Regions from separate parts of the Mus musculus genome. Here regions 2 and 3 are each linked to region 1. The links are chromatin contacts, called in public Hi-C and HiChIP or PLAC-seq maps. All regions are on one chromosome and are shown on one strand. The core of a region is the stretch at or near the end of the contact, and the rest is flanking DNA. Distances in the headings are between cores, read along the strand shown.

Region 1 (3,454 bases), core at 685-3,184:
ACTCTTGACAGAAATAAAATGTTGACTTCAGTGCCCAGTCTTTATGTATATGTGTGTGTGTTTGTGCGTGTGTGTGCGTGTGTGTGCGTGTGTGTATGTGTGTGTGTGTGTGTGTGTGTGTGTGTGTGTGTGTGTGCTAACATATTTCATCATAAGTAGTGATTCTTCTCAGCACTGTGACAGAACATCCAGGAAAAATAACTTGCAAAAGAATACACTCAGAGACTACATTTCATCATGGAGAGGAAGGCATGATAGTTCTAAAATTTTTTCATGATAGTATGAACTTATGTGTATTATGTTACATTTTCGTGGCTGATATACTCTCAGAGTGTTCAGATGAGCTAGGTTACAATCTTCAGGACCCACTCTCCAGTGACCCCCATCTCACAGTGAGGTCTCAGCTTCTAAAGGTTCCACAACCTTCAGAGAAGCATCACAAGGTGTGAACAATGCCTAACCACGGGCCTGTGAGAGCTCATTCGCATCCAAACTCTAGCGCCCTTCCTTTGGTCTCCAAAGGCTCATGGCTGTCTCACACTGAAAATTGCTGCAGTTAAACTTTAGGAGTCTCTGAAGTTTGAATAGCTTCAACATTTCCATAAAGTCCAAAGGCTCCTTTGACTATTGGTAAATATCTAACTCTGATTCCATGCAAAGTAGAACAAAAGACTATGCCGGGGCCTAGCAAACACAGAAGTGGATGCTCACAGTCAGCTATTGGATGGATCACAGGGCTCCCAATGGAGGAGCTAGAGAAAGTACCCAAGGAGCTAAAGGGATCTGCAACCCTATAGGTGGAACAACATTATGAACTAACCAGTACCACGGAGCTCTTGACTCTAGCTGCATATGTATCAAAAGATGGCCTAGTTGGCCATCAATGAAAAGAGAGGCCCATTGGACTTGCAAACTGTATATGCCCCAGTACAGGGGAACGCCAGGGCCAAAAAAAAATGGGAATAAGTGGGTAGGGAATTGGGGGGGGAGGGTATGGGGGACTTTTGGGATAGCATTGGAAATGTAATTGAGGAAAATATGTAATTAAAAAAAAGAAATTAAATACTTGCAATATGTACTTAGAGCAGAGTAAACTTTTTCAATTCAAAGGAAAAAAATGGTCCAGGATGGCAAGAGAAGATTATCCCAGAACCAAAACAGCAGCACATCAAACAGTAAGCCCTGGAGCTTCCCATGTAGTCCCTGAGGCACTGGCATGTATTCTTTGACATTCAATGTTCTTGGTTAACCTTCTCTCTCTGAAGCTGCCACCTGTAAAATATATACACTCTCTTATCAGCTGTCTTGACTGGATGCCCACTGTTTTCCCCCAACAAGTACTTTCCATGATCTATACTATCTTGAGGTTTCTGTGACAACTTAGGGTTTGCCTTTATAGCTTGATTTCAGTGGGTGATTTTTCAGAAACTACAACCTCACTGTATGTTTGTGGCTTGGCCACATTAGCCATTTGGAATTTTACTATCAGTCTCACAATCTGAGAACTCTTCCTATCTACACATCTACAGAACTTGAACCATGTGGATAATGTCACATTCTGCTTCCATATCACGGGGTACCGGGCATGTCCCTGGAGCATGACATCAGTGGACTCTGAGGCCTTTATGGCTTAACTTGAGAAGACTTGTGTCAACATAATCATTGTCTTGCTGGTACTAGTGACCATGGAATAAACAGATGAACTGTAATCACCTAGGGAAATGCTGTTAGCAATATAGGTCAGGGAAAGGCTTTGGAAGCATGAGCTATTTCCTGGAATTCTATACCAAAGCACCATAATTGGCTTAAACATCAGAAATCTATGATCTCACAGTTCTGAAAATGGGAAGTCCCAAGTCATCAAGTGGGAAGTGGGTGTAGACAGCCACCTTCTGAGGTTCTCCACATCCTCCTATGGTTTTCCCTGTGTCCTGACCTCATCTTCTTATCAGTACAGCAGCGGATGGATTCATGCTTTATGACTTTATATTACACTAACCCCCTTTACAATGCTTACTCCAAATACAGCCACATTCTGAGGTAATGGAGCTAAAGATTTCCGGATAAGAACATTGAAGGGACACAATTTACCAGATAACCATGTGTGTGGGTGTGGTTCCTTACTTCATCGGGAAGTTTCATCCAGTTGAAGAGTTTAAAAAATGATCTTGAGGCCTTAGCAGTCTGTGCTATGACTCAGATGAACAAACCACATAGGGTTCTTTGTTTTCTTGGGCTTCACAGACACATCACAAAGGATCGCTCGCCTGAGTGGACTTCGTTCTTCTTAAAGGTCAGGCTCTCAGCATCCCTTCTGAGCTCTATCCAGAGTACGTGCCTCCAGTCAGTCCTCTCTGGCTTGAAATACTCTGCAGATGAGAAACCCAGGAAGAGAGACCAGGATCCCTTTAGAGAAGATGGAAAAGAAGAACAAGGACAAGCCAGACTACTTTCATCACACAAATCTCTCTCTATTGTGTACTGACTGTTTTGGCAAATGATGAATGGTTATTAGAGAAATGTTGGAAAATATGGGCAAAAATGGAAGCAAAAACCATTGCATGTGTTAGTTGCACTTACCAACAACAACTACTCATCTTGAGGGTGGGTATGTATCTAAATCTTTTGTTTTTATGTTGGAATGTTCAGAGGAAATCTCCATTCAAAACTACAAGTACATTTATCTAGTGCATTTCACCAGTAAGGAGGTTGCCTACTGGATGTGATGTCCTGAATGTTGTAGCTTACATTTGTATGTAATTAGAAATATCTTAAAAATTCTGTTGATGGCTACATAATATCTTATCTAATAGAGTAAAATCATTTAGTCATTTTCAGAGTGGTAAGCATTTCCTATGTCAACAGTTCTATGTAACTAGAATAAATCTTGTTGCACATAAGTCTCAACAGGCAAGTTATATTATTTATTAGGATATACTACTACAAATTTAACAACTAGACAAAGACCATGAATAATTTTATGTAAATAATTACTCATTGAGAATACCTTTGGAGAATTCTGTACCACCTTGGAGAAATGTAAGAGTGAATGACAATGCTCACCTCTGTGAAATTTGAGAAGAAAAGAGGGATTTACTAAAAGAAGGAAGGGAAGGAAAGAACTTGAAAGAAAATAAGAGCTTCAAATTTGTTAAGCAAAAAAAGTTACACCTGAGTGTTTTAGAATGTTTTGTGTATTTGGTTTTTTTGCACAACTAAGGAATTTTGCACTGGCTGTTCAAACTTTGTGAGTAACCCTTTGGCTGTTTGTCCACTGGAAATATTTTTTTGCATAGTCCTTATGGTTCCTTCCTTTCTCATGTACTTGGAAGTAACTTTCTAATAACATTTCTTTGTTTATATTTATGTACACATTTTACTTATGGAATTGTGCGATATTTAAGTTGTTGTATGGTTTCTATCTTGGGTGTGAGAGTGAGGGGACATGGGAAGA
Region 2 (3,454 bases), core at 629-3,128, 240 kb after region 1:
ACTGAATAGAGGGCTCAGGCATTAAGAGCAGTCATGATCACAGCATCCAGGCAAATAGCTCCACCCCAGCTCTGAAGGGGGAGGAGACAGGATATGCTGATTCCAACCTAGCCAGGAAGACACCTACCTTGGGTTCAGGAGAGACCCTGCCTCAAATAAATTGGGTGATTCTGATAGAGGAGGCCACCTGATACCTTTTCTAAACAACACACACACATACACACACACACACACACACACACACACACACACACACACACGACAGACATACAAATAAATAAATATAATAAGCAAATATTAAGAAATAGCTCCTGGTAATATACTGCATACATTAAAAAGGAGTCGCATATGGAAGTTGTGTTCTTTATGGCAATTAAAATATAAAAGTAAGAGACTTTAATCACTTCCGTTGCCCTCAGTACAAAGGCCCTATTAGATAAGAAATAGAACTGGGGGCTTGGGGGAACCGGGGAGATTTTGGGTTCTTTTATAGGTACCATAGCACTTTTCAAAGGAGGTTAGGGCTGGTTTTTTTTTTTTTTTAATTTAAATAAAATTATATGTTGTCAAGCATCAAATGCCCGAGCAACTTAACTTTAATTAAAGAAGTAATGGGCAGTTTGAGAACATTCTGTTTTCCATTTTCAGAGCAATTTTCTCCAACAATACTTTCTCCTGTAGCAGAAGAAAAACTTTCCTAGGTCTGGGCCAAGAACTCTGAGGATGGTGAACGTGTAATTTGAAGTCCACCCTACACTCACAGACCGCAGAATGGCAGTGCTATAGAAAATCTAGATTCATGTGACCTAGCCCGGACTATTTTAGCAAGGAGTAAATGGGAGCCTATTGTTGCTGAGCGAATTGTCCCCAAAGTACACAGCTTGTTAGAGCAAAAGTGTTCCCTTCCTTTTAGCTAGGTTTCAAAAAATTTGTTAAGCAGACTGAAAATGCTTTATACGTCTATAAATATCCCAAGTCTGTGGCTGATTCCTTGCACTGCGGTTCTCCTAACAGCCTTATTTGAGCATAACTTAGCTGTTCAGCAGACTTTGCATGACAACACGGTCCGGTCTTAATAGTAGCCGAGAGAATGCATTATCGAGACTTTATTTAGACTGTACAGTCAAAGTCATCCAACTGTTAGTCATCCTGACATGTGCTTCGGAATGCCACACACCCATGAATTCTGCAAAAAATGTCACCAACTCTGTATGACCTAGCCTACCACACATCCAAGTTTCTGATATTAAAAAAAAAAAAAGCTGCTAATCTTTAAAGTTTCCTCCCTAATTATAAAATATATAAAAGAAGAAAAATTTCATAAACTCTGCACATTTAGCAAAAAGAAGACCTACTCTGAAGTAAATGACTATACCACACCTAAAATGAAGACCACCCTTTTGGGGGATCAAAGGAAAATGCATTGAAGAAGCCCCACGGAAACTCACCTATTTTACCCTGTGACTACTGACTGGCTTATGGAATCTGAAAACAGATTCCAAGATGCATCTCTCTCACATTGATCCGCACAGTAAAACTGGCTGCGAGTGTCTCAAGCGACTGAAGGCACTGCTCTGAGACAAGCTGCGGATTTTTTCTTAAATCGAGCTATATGCGATGCATTTTTTTCCTAAGTCACGAAACCTCGTGAGGAGAAGCAATCTTGACTTTCTGCCCTGCTTTCCGGAACTAACGGGGGGGGGGGGGGGGGGGGGGGATCTGGGCATAGGAATCAGTGGATGCAGAGTCCATTGGGACGGCTTTCTGGCCTGACTTCCCTTTATCATCTGATTGCTGGTGGCTTCTAACCTTCCCAGATGGGACTCATCCAGGTGTGACGCCAGCTCCATCCAGAAAGACTGGCCCAGCTCTACCAGCTAAGAGAACAAAATCTGCTGGATTTCAGAAGCCACGGTACTGGGGCCTCTCTGCACTGTAATCATCTCCTGGGCTTGAGTGACAGGAAGAAAAAAAGTGCAACAAGTGGCTTCCTATTGTGCCCCCCTCCCAACCAAGGCTGTTTCTTTCAGGCTTTGGAAGACATTCAGTCCATTTGAGGGGAGTGTGTGTGTGTGTGGGGGGGGGGGGGGGGCAATGTCAAAAGCCTCCCTCCAGAGACAGCTGTGGTAAGTAGGAAGACAGGGAAGGCAGGGACTGAGCTAGGCAAAAGGCCCTCAGAATTACACAATGGTGATTTCCCGGGGAGGAAGCCAGGCTGAGTAACACAGCAGGAATTTGTTAACAACCCCCTTCCCCCACTGCACCCCAGAAAAACAATCAGGCTCCAGATGCTGATAAGAATTCTTTTTATGTTATTCGAATAAAAAATACATTCATACAGAAATATAACAATCTCGCAAAAAACAATTTCAAATAAAATCTTGTAAAACAAAATTTTACAAAAATCTTACAAAGATTCTTTAGATAACAGGGTGCTTCAAAAAAAAAGAAATAAAGAAATTTCACTAATAGAAATTTTTTTTTTTAATTTCAAGCAAAAGTTCCTGCTTGATTGAGGCTCAGTTGTCACCTGACCAGAATGGACTGCTTAGTATTAAAGTTACAGCATCGACACGGACGGCACCCAGCCCCAGCCAGTCCAGCAACGTCGCTGTGTTTCATAAGTGAGACGCGCCAGCACAAGTTTCCTCTCTCTTCTGTTTACCTTCTTACTTAATGGAATTGCTATGGATAAGCACACAGCAGGGCCAAAAAAGGAGTTTTCCAAAATCCAGCAAATCAAGTGCTAGGATTTTGAATTGCCAAACAAAAGTGCATTTTCCCCTTGAGCAAAATGAAATCAGTTCTGTAGAGAAATGTATTCATCAGGCCAGATACAATAAAACAAAACAAAACAAAAAGCAGTTAAGGGAGCTTTAATCATTGCTCGTTTCCAGGAAGATCAAACGAAATACCAGCCCAGCCAGACTCATTCTCATATATGTAAAGATCCACACCCAAAAAGCCAAGCAGCTGGATGAAATATCAGAAATATCAGCTGTCTACGCTGTGGTATGCCAAATTCCGGGAAAGTACTCCTTGAAAAAGCTGGAAGAATCTACATGCTGGAAAAAATAGTTTCATCTGCATAAAAAGTATTCTAAAAAACAATCCCTGTGGTCAGCTTACTCTTAGGTTAGATCTTCTAGTAAGGCTGAAAGGAAAATTAAAACCTTTGTGTGTCTGAGTCCAGCTGGTTGGCCAGTATTTTGTTCATGCCCCTTCTAAATGGCCGAAGGTCCCCTATTCCAGGCTTGCCAATCGTGACTAGCAGAATCAGCAGCCTGGAAAAGACTCAACGCCAACAATGTCTCCAGCAAACTATTAAATTAAAGATAAAGCCTCTATAAAAGTTAGGTTATAGTTTTCAATTTCTTTTAACCTCCTTTATGGCCATTTTGAAATACTTCTTCACAGGCTGTAGAATTTTCTAGCTAAACATTCTAGTTTCTTC
Region 3 (3,454 bases), core at 532-3,031, 150 kb before region 1:
ACTTTGGTACATAAAACTAAAATGAGTCATCCAAACCTATCTGAATGTTACTATGCTGTGATATGCAGAAAAGACAAAGTTTCTCAAGTGCTTCTGATTTAGTTAATGGTCCTGTATCTGCCTTGTATCTGAGACATTATGATGGTTTTTCTCTGTAATGTTCTCCCCATGAGGTCAAGATTTTAACATGTAATCCAATGTTTGTAGCACCATGCTGAAGGCTAGAAGTTTTTATAGATTGGTACCTGAGTTGTGGAAATAGGTTACTATGGAGATACTCACCACCCTTGATTCTCATCTCATTTCCTCCACTATTTGGTTAGGTATTGTTCTAGCTCAAATTTTTTTGTTGCTATACCAATAACCTAGCCAAAAAAAAAATCACTTAGGGGAAAAAGAGTTTATTTAGTTCACAGTTCCTGGTTACAATCCATCATAAAAAAGAAGGCAAGGTGGCAGGAATTTAAAATAGCTAATCACATCCCATCCACATTCAAGAGCAGAGAAAGTATCAGTGTAAACATGATTCTTCATGCTCAGCACCCTTGCTACACTTACACAGACAGAACCTCCTGGCTATAGCATGGTGCCACCCACTGTAGACTAGGTCTTTCTATATTAATTAATAATTAAGACCCTCATAGACATGCCCACAGGAAAACAGATTTAGAAGATTTCTAATTGAACCTCTCTTCTCAAGTGATTCTAAATTATGTCTACTAGGCAATTAAAACTGTGACAGCCCTCATGTAAAAAAGCGTTTGCCACATGCCACATTGTTATGAAGTGCTTGAGTCCTCTGAAATCCTGAGCAAAAATAAACCCTTACTTTAGGTTGTTTATGTCAGGCTGGAGTGATGACTCAGTGGGTAAAGTGCTTGGTTGCTATATAAACATAAGGACTTGGAATTTAGATCTCTATCACCCATGGAAAGGCCAGGCATAGCAGCACATATTTCCAACCTAATTAGGAGTCAGAGACAAGTGGACTCCAGGAGTTCACTGTTCAGTAAGCTTAGCCAAACATCCAGATCAAGGGTCAGTGAGAGACTTTGTTACCACTCCCTCAAATAAGGTAATGAGTGATAGAGAAAGATAACCAATGTCAACCTCTTTTCTCCAAATGTGCATGCACCACACACATACAGATTTTTATGAAAAGTTGTTTCTGACATATATTGGTCATGATGAGAACAGTTAACTAATGTGAAGGTTAACACATACTTGCTTACCTCATTTCCTGCCTTTCAGGAGTCTTATTCTTATCTTGTTGGATAGAAAGCAGGACATGACTCAATGGTAGTGTGGTTATATTGACTTTAACCTAAGTGCTATGGAGGTAGTCCAAGGCAGAGGAGTAATTCTACTAGAGGAATTATACATATTGGGAAATAGGTAGGACATGAGATATTTCTCAAGTGACATATAATCAACTCCTCAGATGATGTCACTGGATGAGTATTCAGATTTCCCATCAGGGGATGGATCCTACACTCTATATTAAAAAGTAATGTCAAATCCCTGTGGTCTTACTTTCTACTATTCTCAATGCTCCCATGGCTAGATGAAATACCATGGGTAGCCAATAGTAGTAGCGATGTGTCTCTGTGCTTGAACGCTGTTTGAAGACAAACCTTCTTGAAGACTTTGTATGAGCCTCTGCAAGGGAAAGGTCTGGAAAGACAATTATACGCAGTGCATTTCAACCCATATGGCTGAGTCATGTAGAGAAAAGGATCAAGGTCACATTGTGGGGATATCCCGAGGTGCAGGACAAGGAAGTTAAGTCCTCTTCCTTTCACCCAGCTGGCTCATTCCCAAGGCAGAATTGCCAGATGGATGAACTCATACAGATCTAAAAGGAACCATACAAATGGTTGTTTTATTCGCAGTCATCAGATGTCAATTTCACCTCTCCTTATACTTCTGTCTATAGATAATTTGAACCATTTCAGGTGATAAGAGGCCTGTTAAAACCATTATGTTGTTGTTGTTATTGGGGTTTTTGTTTGTGTGTGTAGTGTGTGTATGTGTGTATAAACTGTAACTCATTTATTTTCACAAGACATTACCCATAAATTGTGTATTGAAATCCTATGGGCAAAACTCCCACTAGAATTTGCCTCCCTTGGCAGATGAGTAAGCCGACACATTGCGTGCTAACCTCATAGTTTTCTCTTTATAGAAAAATCAACCCCTTGGGGGAAAGCAGACATCATGCCTCTTGTATCCTCAAATCCTGAGAACTCGTAGGCCTGAACTAAAAGAGCTGGAAGATCCATCTTGAGGAATGTCTATGACCTCTTGGTGTTTGTTCTTTGGCTGTCAGATTTGTAAATACCTCCACAGTCTCACTGATGGAGTGCATCCTGCTTGTTGCTGATTGTGGACTCTGTGTGACAGGCCTGCTGAGAGCTCACTGAGAAGACAGGAATGTGTTAGGGAGTCACATTATACTTAGAACATTACACGTGTCATTGTACCTCAGTCTAAATACAAACTCAGGCTCCTAACTTTATCCAATTTCTACAAATAAATACATTGGTTATTTTTCTCATTCCTCTGACTACAAAACTATACAAAAGCAACTTAAGGGTCAAAAAGATTTATTTTGGCTCATGGTTTCAGAGAGGAAGTTCATCATTGGCAGGAAGGCATGGAAAACTAGTTCAATGGATGTGGGAATGGAGAGCAGAGTACTTCAAACATGGTGAAGCAAGAATCAAAGTATCACCTTTAATGTCTTGTGCTTACCAGATAGGAACAGCACCCAGAGGATCCACAGTCTGTCAAGGAGCATCACCCACTGAGGACCAATCACATGCACCCATTGGAGGCAGTTTGCATTCAAATCATGAAGAGAAGGAAAGCAACACTTTTCTTGGGTTTGGTGACCTTCTAGAAGTTTCACAGGCTCTAAAAAATGAAGTTGTAATCCTACTTATTTCATCTAGCTTGGAGTCTGCCATTTGCACTGGACAGCTCACCTGTCTCATGGACACCACAGCAATTTTGTTTCCTCTGCCTATTAGCCTCAACATCAATCTCTTTCTCATGCCTTCCTGTACATCAAACTCTCTACCTCAGTTACCTTCTTCTCTGGATGGGAATCTAGGTCTACTCCTTATTGTCAATAGCTTGAATCTGCTTTCTCTCCACTTTCTCCCTCATTAACAAGACAATGTGGTCAATATCTCTTTTGCAAGTTATTAAGGAGATGAGATGAATTGCTTCTTATTAACATTGTGTGTACAGTGTTAGTATGTAGTGCCCATGCCCTGGTGTGTATTTGAAGGTTAAAGGACATCTTTGTGAAGTTGATTCTGTGCTTCCATTTTTTCTATGGGTTCCAGAGATTGAATTCAGGCCACAAGGCTTACACAGTAAGAGCTTTTCGAGTCTGAGCCAAGTCCCTAGCCCAAGATGAAATGCTTCTTATAGATTTCTAGTTCCT

What was found. Hi-C and Micro-C count contacts between places; a contact is called where the count stands out from the background. HiChIP or PLAC-seq counts read pairs in DNA pulled down with a chosen protein or histone mark.
Region 2: a Hi-C map of bone marrow-derived macrophages shows a contact between it and region 1, with 4 times the contacts expected there. The contact joins two enhancer-like sites. A contact is called at or near these places in 2 of 39 promoter capture datasets (HPC-7-derived erythroid cells and liver), 1 of 15 datasets of contacts at CTCF or cohesin (CD8 T cells), 10 of 484 Hi-C or Micro-C datasets (the C2C12 cell line, adipose-derived mesenchymal stem cells, bone marrow-derived dendritic cells and 4 more), 11 of 115 datasets of contacts at active chromatin or transcription factors (the 230-238 cell line, CD8 T cells, SST interneurons and 6 more) and 1 of 9 other capture datasets (adipose tissue).
Region 3: a FOXA1 HiChIP or PLAC-seq map of pancreatic cancer cells shows a contact between it and region 1. The contact joins two enhancer-like sites. A contact is called at or near these places in 4 of 484 Hi-C or Micro-C datasets (Th1 cells, adipose-derived mesenchymal stem cells, bone marrow-derived macrophages and 1 more) and 4 of 115 datasets of contacts at active chromatin or transcription factors (CD8 T cells, bone marrow-derived macrophages, embryonic fibroblasts and 1 more).

What each region holds. Positions count from the first base shown.
Region 1 is chr13:6,107,966-6,111,419 of GRCm38.p6, reverse strand. No RefSeq gene overlaps it. Among named protein-coding and RNA genes, the nearest start is that of Gm35615, 180 kb to the left of the region's middle. Within about 2 kb of position 1,934, at least 46 of the 459 cell types and tissues checked have an H3K27ac peak or open chromatin away from gene starts, as enhancers often do. A contact at or near this core is called in the C2C12 cell line, bone marrow-derived macrophages and pancreatic cancer cells, where this site is marked.
Region 2 is chr13:5,869,230-5,872,683 of GRCm38.p6, reverse strand. Klf6 (Kruppel-like factor 6) reads right to left here. Exons shown (of 4, transcript NM_011803.2): 4 at 2,291-3,454. Among named protein-coding and RNA genes, the nearest start is that of Klf6, 9.5 kb to the right of the region's middle. Within about 2 kb of position 1,878, at least 199 of the 459 cell types and tissues checked have an H3K27ac peak or open chromatin away from gene starts, as enhancers often do. A contact at or near this core is called in the C2C12 cell line, bone marrow-derived macrophages and pancreatic cancer cells, where this site is marked.
Region 3 is chr13:6,253,813-6,257,266 of GRCm38.p6, reverse strand. No RefSeq gene overlaps it. Among named protein-coding and RNA genes, the nearest start is that of Gm35615, 34 kb to the left of the region's middle. Within about 2 kb of position 1,781, at least 31 of the 459 cell types and tissues checked have an H3K27ac peak or open chromatin away from gene starts, as enhancers often do. A contact at or near this core is called in pancreatic cancer cells, where this site is marked.